Regions from separate parts of the Bos taurus genome. Here region 2 is linked to region 1. A link is a contact called in public Hi-C data. All regions are on one chromosome and are shown on one strand. The core of a region is the stretch at or near the end of the contact, and the rest is flanking DNA. Distances in the headings are between cores, read along the strand shown.

Region 1 (6,066 bases), core at 3,505-6,004:
GCTAAGTTGCTTCAGTTGCGTCCCACTCTTTGAGACCCTCTGGGCCGTAGCCCATCAGGCTCCTCTGTACATAGGATTCTCCAAGCAGGAATGCTGGAGGGGGTTGCCATGACCTCCTCCAGGGAATCTTCCTGGCCCAGAGATTGAACCTGCATCTCCTGCATTGGCTTGTGGATTCTTTACCACTGAGCTACCTGGGAAGTCCCCGTGGCTGAGTAAAAATGAAAAAAGTAGATTATTCGGGGAAATGGGTGTGAAGCAGGAAGGCAGGGGTGCAACCTTTGAAAGAATGAAAGAATATTGCGTCTGAGGACACAACATAACCTGGTTAGAACCAATGGGTCCGAGTTGGTGGACAAGCTGACTTCCACTAGATCTCGAGCCTCATTATATACTCATTGTAACACACCAGTAAATGACACACCCACAGGCCCTGTGACAGTTCCAAAGCTGACTGTCAAAGACCAAAAGTGGGTGGTGGCCCAATTCTTGGGAATCTCTGCCTCTTCTCCAAAATAGTTGGAATAATCCTCCCACTCATTGGCCTATGAAATTATTTATACAAGTTAACAACACCATATTTGGAGGCCAATCTACAATGGCCCACACTCTTGTCTTGGAATGTGTTTCTCTCTAAATAAATCCACTCCTTACCTAAGACTTCGTCTCTCACTGACTTCTTTCTCCAAGGAGACATCAAGAACCTGCGCGTCATTAAGTCTTAAAAGCAGGTGAATGATCTCGGAAGACAGTGGGATTTGGCCAGGTTCTGTTAGGGGGGGACACTGACTGAAACCTCCCACCCCGACAGGCACCATAATAACCATTTGCATGAGTTATTTTATGACAGGAAGTCCTGGTAAGGAACACAGAACTTGTAGAGGAAAATGTCTTCCCCAACATTATTTATGTAAAAATATGTAACACCTCCTCACCAGCCTTGGGTGTTAGTGTCCTGGGTCTGGGGCATTCTGATCGGTGTGTGGGAGTGTCTCCCAGCTGCTGTAACCTGTAACACTGAACATAATTCAGTTCAGTTCAGTTCAGTCGCTCAGTTGTGTCTGACTCTTTGTGACCCCATGAACTGCAGCACGCCAGGCCTCCCTGTCCATCACCAACACTCAGACTTCATTCAAACTCTTGTCCATCGAGTCAGTGATGCCATCCAGCCATCTCATCCTCTGTTGTCCCCTTCTCCTCCTGCCCCCAATCCCTCCCAGCATCAGAGTCTTTTCCAATGAGTCCACTCTTCTCATGAGGTAGCCAAAGTATTGGAGTTTCAGCTTTCGCATCAATCCTTCCAAAGAACACCCAGGACTCATCTCCTTTAGAATGGACTGGTTGGATCTCCTTGCAGTCCAAGGGACTATTAGCTACCACCAACCAAAAGAATTCAGGAAAAGTCAAAAGGAGATGCCATGTGTCCAACCATCTCCCAGAATCCTTCTTGCTTGGCTGAGCAATGCGTGTGCCACCAGGAAGGACCCTGAGTCAGAGTGATTGGCCAAAGAAAACCCGGAAACTACTCCTATCACCATAAAACCTGAGACTGTGAGCTATGTGGCAGAGCAGTTCTCCTGGGTTCCCTTACCCTGCTACTTCCTGTCGGGCGTTCTTCCCAATAGTCTCTTGCTTTGTCAGCTCATGGGTCTCCTCGGACAATTCATTTCCCAGTGTTAGACAAGGGCCCGCTCTCCAGCTCCAGAAGGGGTCCCCCTTCCTGCAACAGTTCGAGTCCCAGCCCCATGGGTTCAAGTTCCAACCTGAGGAACATGGTTTCAGGTGGAGGCTGATCAAAGCAAATGCCAGTGACATTGCTGTGAAGTTGTGCAAGGCCCCTGCGTTCCCCTGCCACCTGGACCCTCCCTCCGAAGCGGGACTCCACTCTAAGCTCTTGAATTCCACTGAAATGTCTGCCATCCCAGCCTCTCAAATAGCCTCTCTCCAGGATGCCACCATCAACTAATGGTTTTATAAATAATGCAGATGCTGTGCATCACATGTCATCAGGGAAACACAGGTTACAGCAGCTGGGAGACACCCCCACACACCGATCAGAATGCCCCAGACCCAGGACACTAACACCCAAGGCTGGTAAGGAGGTGTTACATATTTTTACATAAATAATGTTGGGGAAGACATTTTCCTCTACAACTTCTAGGTTCTTCTGGCTGGTCTATGAATCAGATTAACAGGAGAAATATCAAAGTTTAATAACATGTGTACATAGGAGAGATCCAGAAAAACTGCACAGCTCACGAAAATGACCAAAACCCTCACCTTAAATACCATCTTCAGCTACAGATAGAATAGGATGATGAGTGGAGTGGTCTGGGTCATCGGAGGGGCAGAAGATAATTCACCTGGACTGTTTGCTGGGCCAGCAGAGACAATGGGACATGGAGTGGACTCTGATCGCAGGCCCCGCTGAGTCCCCTACCCCACCCAACCATATTCTCGAGACATCTTTATTGACAGTCCTATTCTGGGAACAAGCCCTCTATCTAAATCCTTTGGGCAGTTGGATAAAGGTCAAAGTTTCTTCCTGAGGCTTTTAGGCCTTGATTGTCTTCAATTTGAAGTGATTTGCAGGTCAGAGACATTTTGGGTGGCAAATCTAGTTCCCCTACAGTAATGTATTTAAAAGAAAATACATAAAAAGAAAGCAAAAGTCGCTCAGTTGTGCCTGACTCTTTGGGACCCTGTGGACTGTATCCCGCCAGGCTTCTCGGTCCATGGGATTCTCCAGGCAGGAATACTGGAGTAGGTTGCCATTTCCATCTCCAGGGGATCCTCTCAACCCAGGGATCAAACCTGCATACGCTGCTTTTCAGGCAGATTCTTACCATCTGAGCCACCAGGGGGCCCAGTGTATTTAATGTTACAATCCACTCATCCGAAAAGAGAAGCAAACCTGGAGCAATGCTGTGAAGTCAGGGCACAGTGGGTGGGGTCTCGAGAGCCAATGCCCACCTCCCAGAAGGTAGGTTTAGGGTGCTGTCTCTGGGACACAGACTTGAACCTGCATGCTTGAGTGTGTGGCACTAAGGCTCACGGCGTCACTATAACCCACCTGCCAACCAACTGCTGTGCATTCGACACTAACAGTTGCTTCCTGGCTGGCAGGAGACCTCGTCTTCCTGGGATATCTCTGAGGCTCCCTGATAAAGACATGGAAACTTCTCTCCCAGCCTGGACCGGTGAGCAGGGCCTACAGGCACACCACGAGGAAGTCAGCTCCACCCACAGCACACAGGGAAGTGTTCATATTGGTGTATGTTTAGTAACAGTAATAAGAGAACAAGCAAAAAGAGAGAAAACCTGGTCACCAGACTTACCACGTTAAAAATTACCGGGCACTGGCAGTCCACTATTTAAGACTCTGAGCTTCCACTGCACGGGACATGGGTTCAATCCCTGGTCAGGGAACTAAGATCTCGCATGCCCCATAGTATGGGAAAAAAAAAAAAAAATTACCAGGTACGATGTGAAGCAGGCATCCTCTCCATGCCCCAACTCCTCCTTACTTCTGACCCTTGACAAGAGGAGACATCGAAGTGTCCGCTTTCAGCATTTCCTGGGTATAATAATAATGACTTGGTGATGATATTCTTAAAAGCAGAAGGGGGTGTCTTGTTTTGTCTGAGCACCAGACCACTTTGGTCCAAGGCTGGGCACCTCCTGGCCATCACAGAGCCAGAGACAACCAGACCTTCTCCTGGGCCGGGGAATGAAGGACAGGAGGTGGACAAAGACTGAGAGAGCTGGGCTCAGTGAGAGCAGACGGGGCCCCCTTAGGGTTGAGGAGCAGCCCTGTGGTCCCAGGGTGTCACCAGCTCCCACAGCTGGAAGCCAGGCCCTGGACCCCTGCTGTGGACACAGTCCCCACAGGTGAAAGGGGCCTGAGGGGTGAGCTCACCCCACAGCATACGCCCTCAGGACCCCCAGCCTGCAAAGGCGCCCGGGGATAGGAAGGGCCTGAGGCTCCCGTGGGGCACACAGACGGCATAGAAGCTGGGAGGAGCATTCAGTTCAGTTCAGTTCAGTTCAGTCGCTCAGTCGTGTCCAACTCTTTGCGACCCCGTGGATTGCAGCATGCCAGACTTCCCTGTCCATCACCAACTCCCAGAGCTTGCTTAAACTCATGTCCATCGAGTCAGTGATGCCATCCAACCATCTCATCCTCTGTCATCCCCTTCTCCTCTTGCCTTCAATCTTTCCCAACATCAGGGTCTTTTCCAATGAGTCAGTTCTTCGCATGAGGTGGCCAAAGTATTGGAGCTTCTGCATCAGTCCTTTCAGTGAATATTCAGGACTGATTTCCCTTAGGATGGACTGGTTGGATCGCCTTGCAGTCCAAGGAACTCTCAAGAGTCTTCTCCAAAACCAACTCAATGTTAAAGCATCAATTCTTCAGCACTCAGCTTTCTTTATAGTCCAACTCTCACATCCATGCATGACTACTGGAAAAACCATAGCTTTGACTAGATGGACCTTTGTTGGCAAAGGAATGTATCTGCTTTTTAATATGCTGTCTAGGTTGGTCATAACTTTTTTCCCAAGGAGCAAGAGTCTTTTAATTTCATGGCTGCTGTCACCAACTGCAGTGATTTTGGAACCCAAGAAAAATAAAGCCTTTCGCTGTTTCTGTTGTTTCTCCATTTGCCATGAAGTGATGCAATACAGGAATCTGCCACCAGAGGTCAGCCCTTCCCCACTGACGGCCTCTGGCCATCTGACAATGGCCTTGCATGATCCCCGCATGGCATCAAGGAAGAGCCTGCTGGAAAGCTCCCGGCATCAGAAACAGAAGCACCCGCAGCCTTCCATGGCTGGAACTATTTCCCCCGTGGCCATCACACTGAAGGTGGCCGGTCCCCAGGCAGGCAGCCAAGAGGGACCAGACAGAAGGGGCTGGACTAGAGGTGGCTGGAAAAAGTGTCTTTTCAGAACTCACTTTCACCTCCCCAATGTGTTAGGAGAAGCGTAGGTTTTTTCTGACTGCACTGTGTGGCTTGTGGGATCTTACTTCCTGGGCCAGGGGTCAAACCTAGGCCCTCAACATCAGCTTCAGCAGCTCCGGGTCCTAACCATTGGACTGCCTGGAATTCCCAGAAGGTGTGTTTTTAAGAGGGACTTCCATGCTGGCTTTGGGGTCATTTTACAGGGTGAACTGAGGTCAGACGGGCCTGCCAGCCTTCACACATATAGAACACAGGGGAAGGCCCGGCCCGAGCCCTGGGGCCCCAGGGGAGTGGAAAGATGGTGGAAAAAATTGTTTGTGATCCCTAGCGTCAGAAGCCCAGTGTCCTCAGGCGTCCATGGAAACCTGTAAATGATTGTTTGCTCAACTGTTCTGAAAACAGATAGGCACCGGAACAGTTCTCCCTGCTGCCCGCCAGGTGAGGAGAGCCCAGCCGGGGCTGGATGGAGGCCAACTGCTCGTTCTTAAAATGTTAACCTTCATCTCCACCATCAAAGTGTGGAGAACAAGAGCCGACATGCCTCTCTGCTTCTGGGGCTCAAACCCACGCAGCTCTACCCATGGGGTCTAAGATGGGCTCCTGGCCCTGCCTCCTGCCCTCCTGCCCTCCTGCCCTCCGCCCTGCACCTGCATTTTCCCCTCCCCACACCTATTGCTTTCACCTTTGGCCTCCTTTTTTTTTTTAAATCAGATACACATTTTTTTTCTTTTGGAATACTTTTAGATTTACAAAAAAGTTGCAAAGATAGTTCTGAGTTTTCGTATGTTCATCTTCCAGGACATCGGTAAATCGGTAGAAATGGAGAAACCAACACGGGGACACAGGTGTGTGACCACCAACTCAACTACAGACGCTGTTTGGATTCAGCTGGCTTCCCCATGAATGCCTGGTCCCGCTCAAGATCTCACGCAGGTCACGATGCTGCATTTAGAGGCCATTCACTTCTCAGGATGTGGTCTCTAAAGCACCCCGTGCCCATCAGATGTGCACTGCACACATCCCCGCCCCCCGCCTCCCCGCCTCCCCCGCCATATTCCACCATTGCTGCTCTGGGGAGAAAACACATCCTTGAGTTAAAGTC
Region 2 (5,431 bases), core at 1,634-4,133, 57 kb after region 1:
TGTCTGCAGGATCATTCTAAGCACCAGAGCCAATGTGAGCCACCATACGTAGAGAGCAGCTGTCCTGGGGCATGCCTGGGGCAGGAAAGGCAATTGGCAAAACTGTGGCTCCACAACATGCTGTTCAAAGGGTGGGCCCCTGGGCTGTTCACCATGCATTGGCTCAGGCTGTGGGCTGCTGGGCTGGGGCGCATGGGCTTGCTGCCACAAGCGGGGGGCTCAGGGAGTGCGAACCTGGCATGTGTGCAATAATCAACAACAATTAGAAACTGTGGCTTTTCACTGCCATCTCAGATGCGCCCAAGAGCAGACCCTTTCTTGGGTGGTTGTGACCTTCCTGCCAGCCTCGGACAAGCCCCCATCCCCCTCTATATGTGGCAGGCTCTAGACTAGCGCTCCCTCCTTCAGACAGCATATCCTTGTGTTACTATAAATCTCCTTTTCACCAGAAAATACAACACACAACACACACACAACACACTCGCAAGGGTGGTTCAGGGAAAAGAGCAGAGAATGGCCAATGGACACGTGAAGAACATCATCCCAGCTTGCATGAGAAGGGGTGGAACTTATGTGACCCTCCTTGCCGCCCACAGGAGTCCTGGTGAGGGCTTATCCGCCACAGCCACTCCAGAATCCATCCCATGGCTTCACCTGCTTAAACCCAAAAGCTTGAGAAAGTGAGGAATCCACTTTCCAAGATCACAGAGGGGCCCTTTAAGGCAGTGTTATGTCATCACATCCTGGGCCCAAACATTAGACCTAGCAACGATGAAAATCGGACAATGAAAATTCTACTGACAGAAAATCAACAAAGAGGGGCTTTTCCTCACTCGGCCCAAAGCATCGTCTGAGAAGCCCACTGGAAGCCACAGGTTCCCCTGCCTTCAGGCAGATCAACTATCTCTGTGACTGTTCCTAGATTTGGGCCAAAGGTTTTTACAAGCTGAGATGTTCATTGCTGAAATTCCCCTCAAAGGCAAGACGTCCCCCTCCCCCGGCACGGCCGCTCTGTGGTCTCAGGTCTCCCTGGGACACCACTTCTCAGAGAATGCCTCTGAAAGCCCCCCACCCAACACACACACAGTGAGCTGGTGCCCCAGGCTCCAGAATTCCAACAGCACCAGCGCGTACTGCTGGTCAAAGCCGCTCCAAGCGATGGCACGGCTCCCTGAGTCTTGGGGCTTGGACAGAAACCAGCCCTGCTGGCTCCACACCTCTGTGCACCTCAAGGTTTAGGCAAGGCCTCAAATCAGGTGGCTGGACACTTCCACCCTGCACGTCTCCCGAGATGTTTGCAGCCATAGACAAAGATACGAAAACCATGTGGCTTTCAGTACAAAAATTTTTTCCTGAAATACCACCAGAAAACAACCCACCAACATACCAGAACCTCCTCCACCAACATCCTGGGACCTCCTCCACCAACATCTGGGCTGTGCCCAGTGTGTGTATTTCAGCACAGCTTGGGATCCCAAAGCCAGCACCCACCCTGCACACACTTAAGATGCAGTTAAGCCCCTTCTTTTAAGACTGGCTAGAGGATGCAACCTTCCATTGTCTACAAGAGCAACTCATTCATTACCCACGCACAATTTTACTATTATTGGTTGTTTTTTTTTAATTTTATTTTATTTTTAAACTTTACGTAATTGTATTAGTTTTGCCAAACATCAAAATGAATCCATCACAGGTAAACATGCTCAGTCGGGAAGGGCTGACTCTTACAAAACCAATAATACACACATGTATTATTGGTTTTGTAAGAGTCAGCCCTTCCCGACTGAGCATGTTTGAATGACGTTTGTTGATTTTTTTTTTAAACTACGATCTCTCTCCACAAACAGTAAGGCTTGGGGAAATCAAAGAACACAGAAACAGACAGGCTTCTCAGGCACTCCACGTGGGTGCCTCTCAGGAGGTAAGTAAGGGTCAGCTTAAGCATGGTTCCGGAAGGACCGAGTGGAAAGGCGCTTCTGGCGAGGCTCAGGGCGGGGACCCTGCTGTGTAACTCACTGCGGAGTTCCCAAGACTGTGTGGAAAGGAATGAATGAAACGCACGTGGTATTGGGGCCCTTGCCCTCAGTCTAGAACTCCGGGGTCGGACCGGGGAGGGGGGCGGGGGCGCGGGGTGTAGGGATAGTCCAGGAGTGCCGGGAGGGCCAAGGATGCGGCGACCACGGTTCGGCACACATCCCCTACTCCAACCCTCCCCGCGCCCGCCGGTGTCCCAGGGCCCCGGTACTCAGTACTCACGCACGCAGAGGCAGGCCACGAGCTTGGCAGCCTCCTCGGGGACAGGGCAGGTGGGGAAGATCGGCTTGAGCAGGTAGGTGGCGAAGACGAGCGCCACGATGTACTGCGAGGAGGGCCGGATGATAAGCAGCTCGATCCACAGCTTGAGGAAGGCGGGCAGCGAGCCGTACACCTCCAGCATGTAGGCGTAGTCGCCGCCCGACTTGGTGATGGTGGTTCCCAGCTCGGCGTAGCAGAGCGCGCCCACGATGGAGAACACGCCACACACGGCCCAAACCACCAGCGCCAGCCCGGGCGAGCCCGCCTCTTTGAGCACTCCGGTGGGCGTCACGAAGATGCCCGAGCCGATGATGGTGCCCACGATGATGGCCACGCCGTTCAGCAGGGTGATGTTGCGCTGCAGGGTCACCTCGCCCTCCGCGCCGTCCGCGCCCCGCGCCGCCAGCATCCGCTCCCGCGCCTGCCGTTCCTCCTTCTCGTTCGCCGGGAGGGTGGCCGCCGCCGCGCGCCGCTTGGGGCCTGAGCCCGCCATGCTGCCGCGCAGGGTCGGGCCGGGCAGGGCCGGGAAAGTCCGGACACCCGGCGCGCGCCGCCCACCGGAGAGAACCGGCTCTCCTACCGCGATCGTGGCGGTAGCCAACAAAACTCCACCATTTATACCGGGACGGTGGCCCCGCCCCCGGCCCGCCCCGTCATTGACGCGCCTCGCCCCGGGGGTGTGGCCTCCACAGCCGTTAAGAACCGGACGCTCCCACTCGGCTCACGCGAAGTACGCAGTGACCTGCATGGCTGGTGCTCCTGGCCCCACGTGGTCCCGGGAATCCCGGCTCCGCCGCGCGCGCGCGCGGAGCACTGGGCTCCTCGACCCCCTCACTAGCTCCGTGGTCATCGCCGCCCCTCTCCCGCGTGCACTGGGGACCCCAGCTGCTCGAGCGGAAGCGGGTGGGTTACAGCAGGGCCGACGACCTGGGGCCACCGCAGAGGATGAGTGGGATTTGGGGCGTCTTGGGGGCTCAGTCAGAGGAGGCAATGCCTGCCAACCTGGAGGGCGCCCAAGGCCCGAGGTGGTAGGACCCCGCTTGGTCCGCTCATCCCGGGGACCTGGGGAATATATTAAGATGGTCAGAACCGCCTCTGGGGAGTGGGGGTGGGTGGCGAGCTCTCGAGATCCAGGTTGGGCCTAGGACCCTAAATCCCAGGGCTGAAGGAGCACGATCTCGCATCTGAGCTCATTCATTCCTGGGCTCGGAAATTCTCATTCTATCGCAGGGGGAACGGCTTTGCCAATGAGCAGCGTTCAAGGGCTCATGGCTTGGAGGAGCAGCGACAAAGAATCTGGGAAAACCGGACTCTGCAGAAAGCTCGGTTACATTGACAGAATGAGGGTTTCCTGAAGGAGCCCGGTCTGCAGGGTGAAAGGGCCTTAGCCTTGAAGGACTCCAGAGGCACCTGGATTGGAGGGCCAGCAGGTAACCAGTGCTGAGTCAGAAGGGGAAATGCAAGATGACCAGTCACTGCAGGCCTGCAAGCAGGAGTCAGACATGCTTGCTGATGAAATTGATGTGTGCACAGAGAAAGAATTTAGAATCCCATCTCGGGGATTTAGCCAAGGCATATCATTTGGACCTTCCACATCCCCCCTCTCCCCGCGCTGTCCCCAACAGGCCAGCCCTTCATCTGCAGTGTTCGAACCAAACACTTCGACAAGCCTTGGCAGCTGGAAGATCACATAGCACAAATATTAGCTTGCGAGATGTCTAAGTCAGTGACTTGGTGGAATCAGGAATAACCTCTCAGCTCTTGTTCTTCCCATTGTCCTTTTAGAGGGTGCTGCCTTGCAAAGACCAGACAACCAAAGCTAAGCAAACTTTCTGACCCTTTATCAGGTGTGAGCCCTTGGTGTACAAAGTCTCATTTAATAGAAGAGCTGCTGATGTTACTGTAGATGAAGAAACAGTCTCAGCAGAACAACGGGACTTGTCTGACCAGTGCCCTGAACCTATGTGGTGCTCATTCTGTCGCCTCTCTTCTTGTGGTTTATTTATCACTAAATTTGCTTTACGAGGATGGCAGTTATTTGCAATGCTCTAAGGAGAGGTCCCGAGCTCCTCCACCCTGTACTCCCATAGCAGGCACCTCCTGGAGCACCTCCTCCAGACATAGACAGGCAATCAATAATTGCTCATCAGAGTGTAAAATTAACAACCATGATAAGCCCAGGGCTCTAAGGAGCCAGAGCCAGGTGGAAGGAACCAGGCCACTCCACTACAGCTTTCCTAGGGTAAGAATTAACAAGGGAGATGGAAGGGACGGGATATGCATGTGGACTTGTCGGTGTCTCCCGTGGGGGCTTCTGGGAACCTGCAGAAGACTTAATAGCTGGATGGTAACAACCTCCAGTGGTGTTTCCACCATCTCATGGCAGCTGTGCCACCATTGTCAGTTTCTACCTGGTTTTTGTGTGAGAGTGTACTAGATTTCCAAGGGTAAACTTGATTGTCTGTGTGTGTGTGTGTGTACCTCAGACTTCCCTTACCAGAAATTTAGAACCTTGCTGCTAAGTCACTTCAGTCGTGTTCGACTCTGTGTGACCCCAGAGACGACAGCCCACCAGGCTCCCCTGTCCCTGGGATTCTCCAGGCAAGAACACTGGAGTGGGTTGCCATTTCCTTCTCCAATGCATGAAAGTGAAAAGTGATAGTGAAGTCATTCAGTTGCGTCCGACTCTTAGCGACCCCATGGACTGCGGCCTTCCAGGCTCCTCTGTCCATGGGATTTTCCAGGCAAGAGAACCTTAGCTGGTGGTAAAAACTCATCTGCCATTGCAGGAGATGCAGGAGACAGGTGACTTGGCATGCAGGATGCAAAAACCTTAGCTAACAGCACCATCTGGTGGACAGAAAAGCAACTTCTTGTCCCAGGCAGGTTCAGTTCTGCTCACTCTGCGGTGCTCTTCAGTTGTTTTAGTCCCTCAGTGTCCAACTCTTTGGAATCCCATGGACTGAAGCTGTTCAGGCTCCTCTGTCCCTGGGATTTCCCAGGCAAGAATAATGTAGTGGGTTGCCATTTCCTTCTCCAAGGGATCTCCCAGACCCAGGGATCAAACCTGGGTCTCCTGTATTAGCAAGCGGGTTCTTTACCACGGAGTCAACCAGGGAAGCCCACTCTTTTCAAT

Evidence for each region. Hi-C and Micro-C count contacts between places; a contact is called where the count stands out from the background.
Region 2: a Hi-C map of liver shows a contact between it and region 1, with 4 times the contacts expected there. The contact joins the promoter of SLC7A5 here to the enhancer-like site in region 1. A contact is called at or near these places in 4 of 11 Hi-C or Micro-C datasets (blastocyst, liver, skeletal muscle and 1 more).

Annotation. Positions count from the first base shown.
Region 1 is chr18:13,265,452-13,271,517 of ARS-UCD2.0, forward strand. No RefSeq gene overlaps it. Among named protein-coding and RNA genes, the nearest start is that of KLHDC4, 12 kb to the left of the region's middle. Within about 2 kb of position 4,755, at least 7 of the 102 cell types and tissues checked have an H3K27ac peak or open chromatin away from gene starts, as enhancers often do. A contact at or near this core is called in liver, where this site is marked.
Region 2 is chr18:13,323,921-13,329,351 of ARS-UCD2.0, forward strand. It overlaps SLC7A5 (solute carrier family 7 member 5), which reads right to left and starts at 2,884. Exons shown (of 10, transcript NM_174613.3): 1 at 2,257-2,884. The coding sequence starts at 2,788.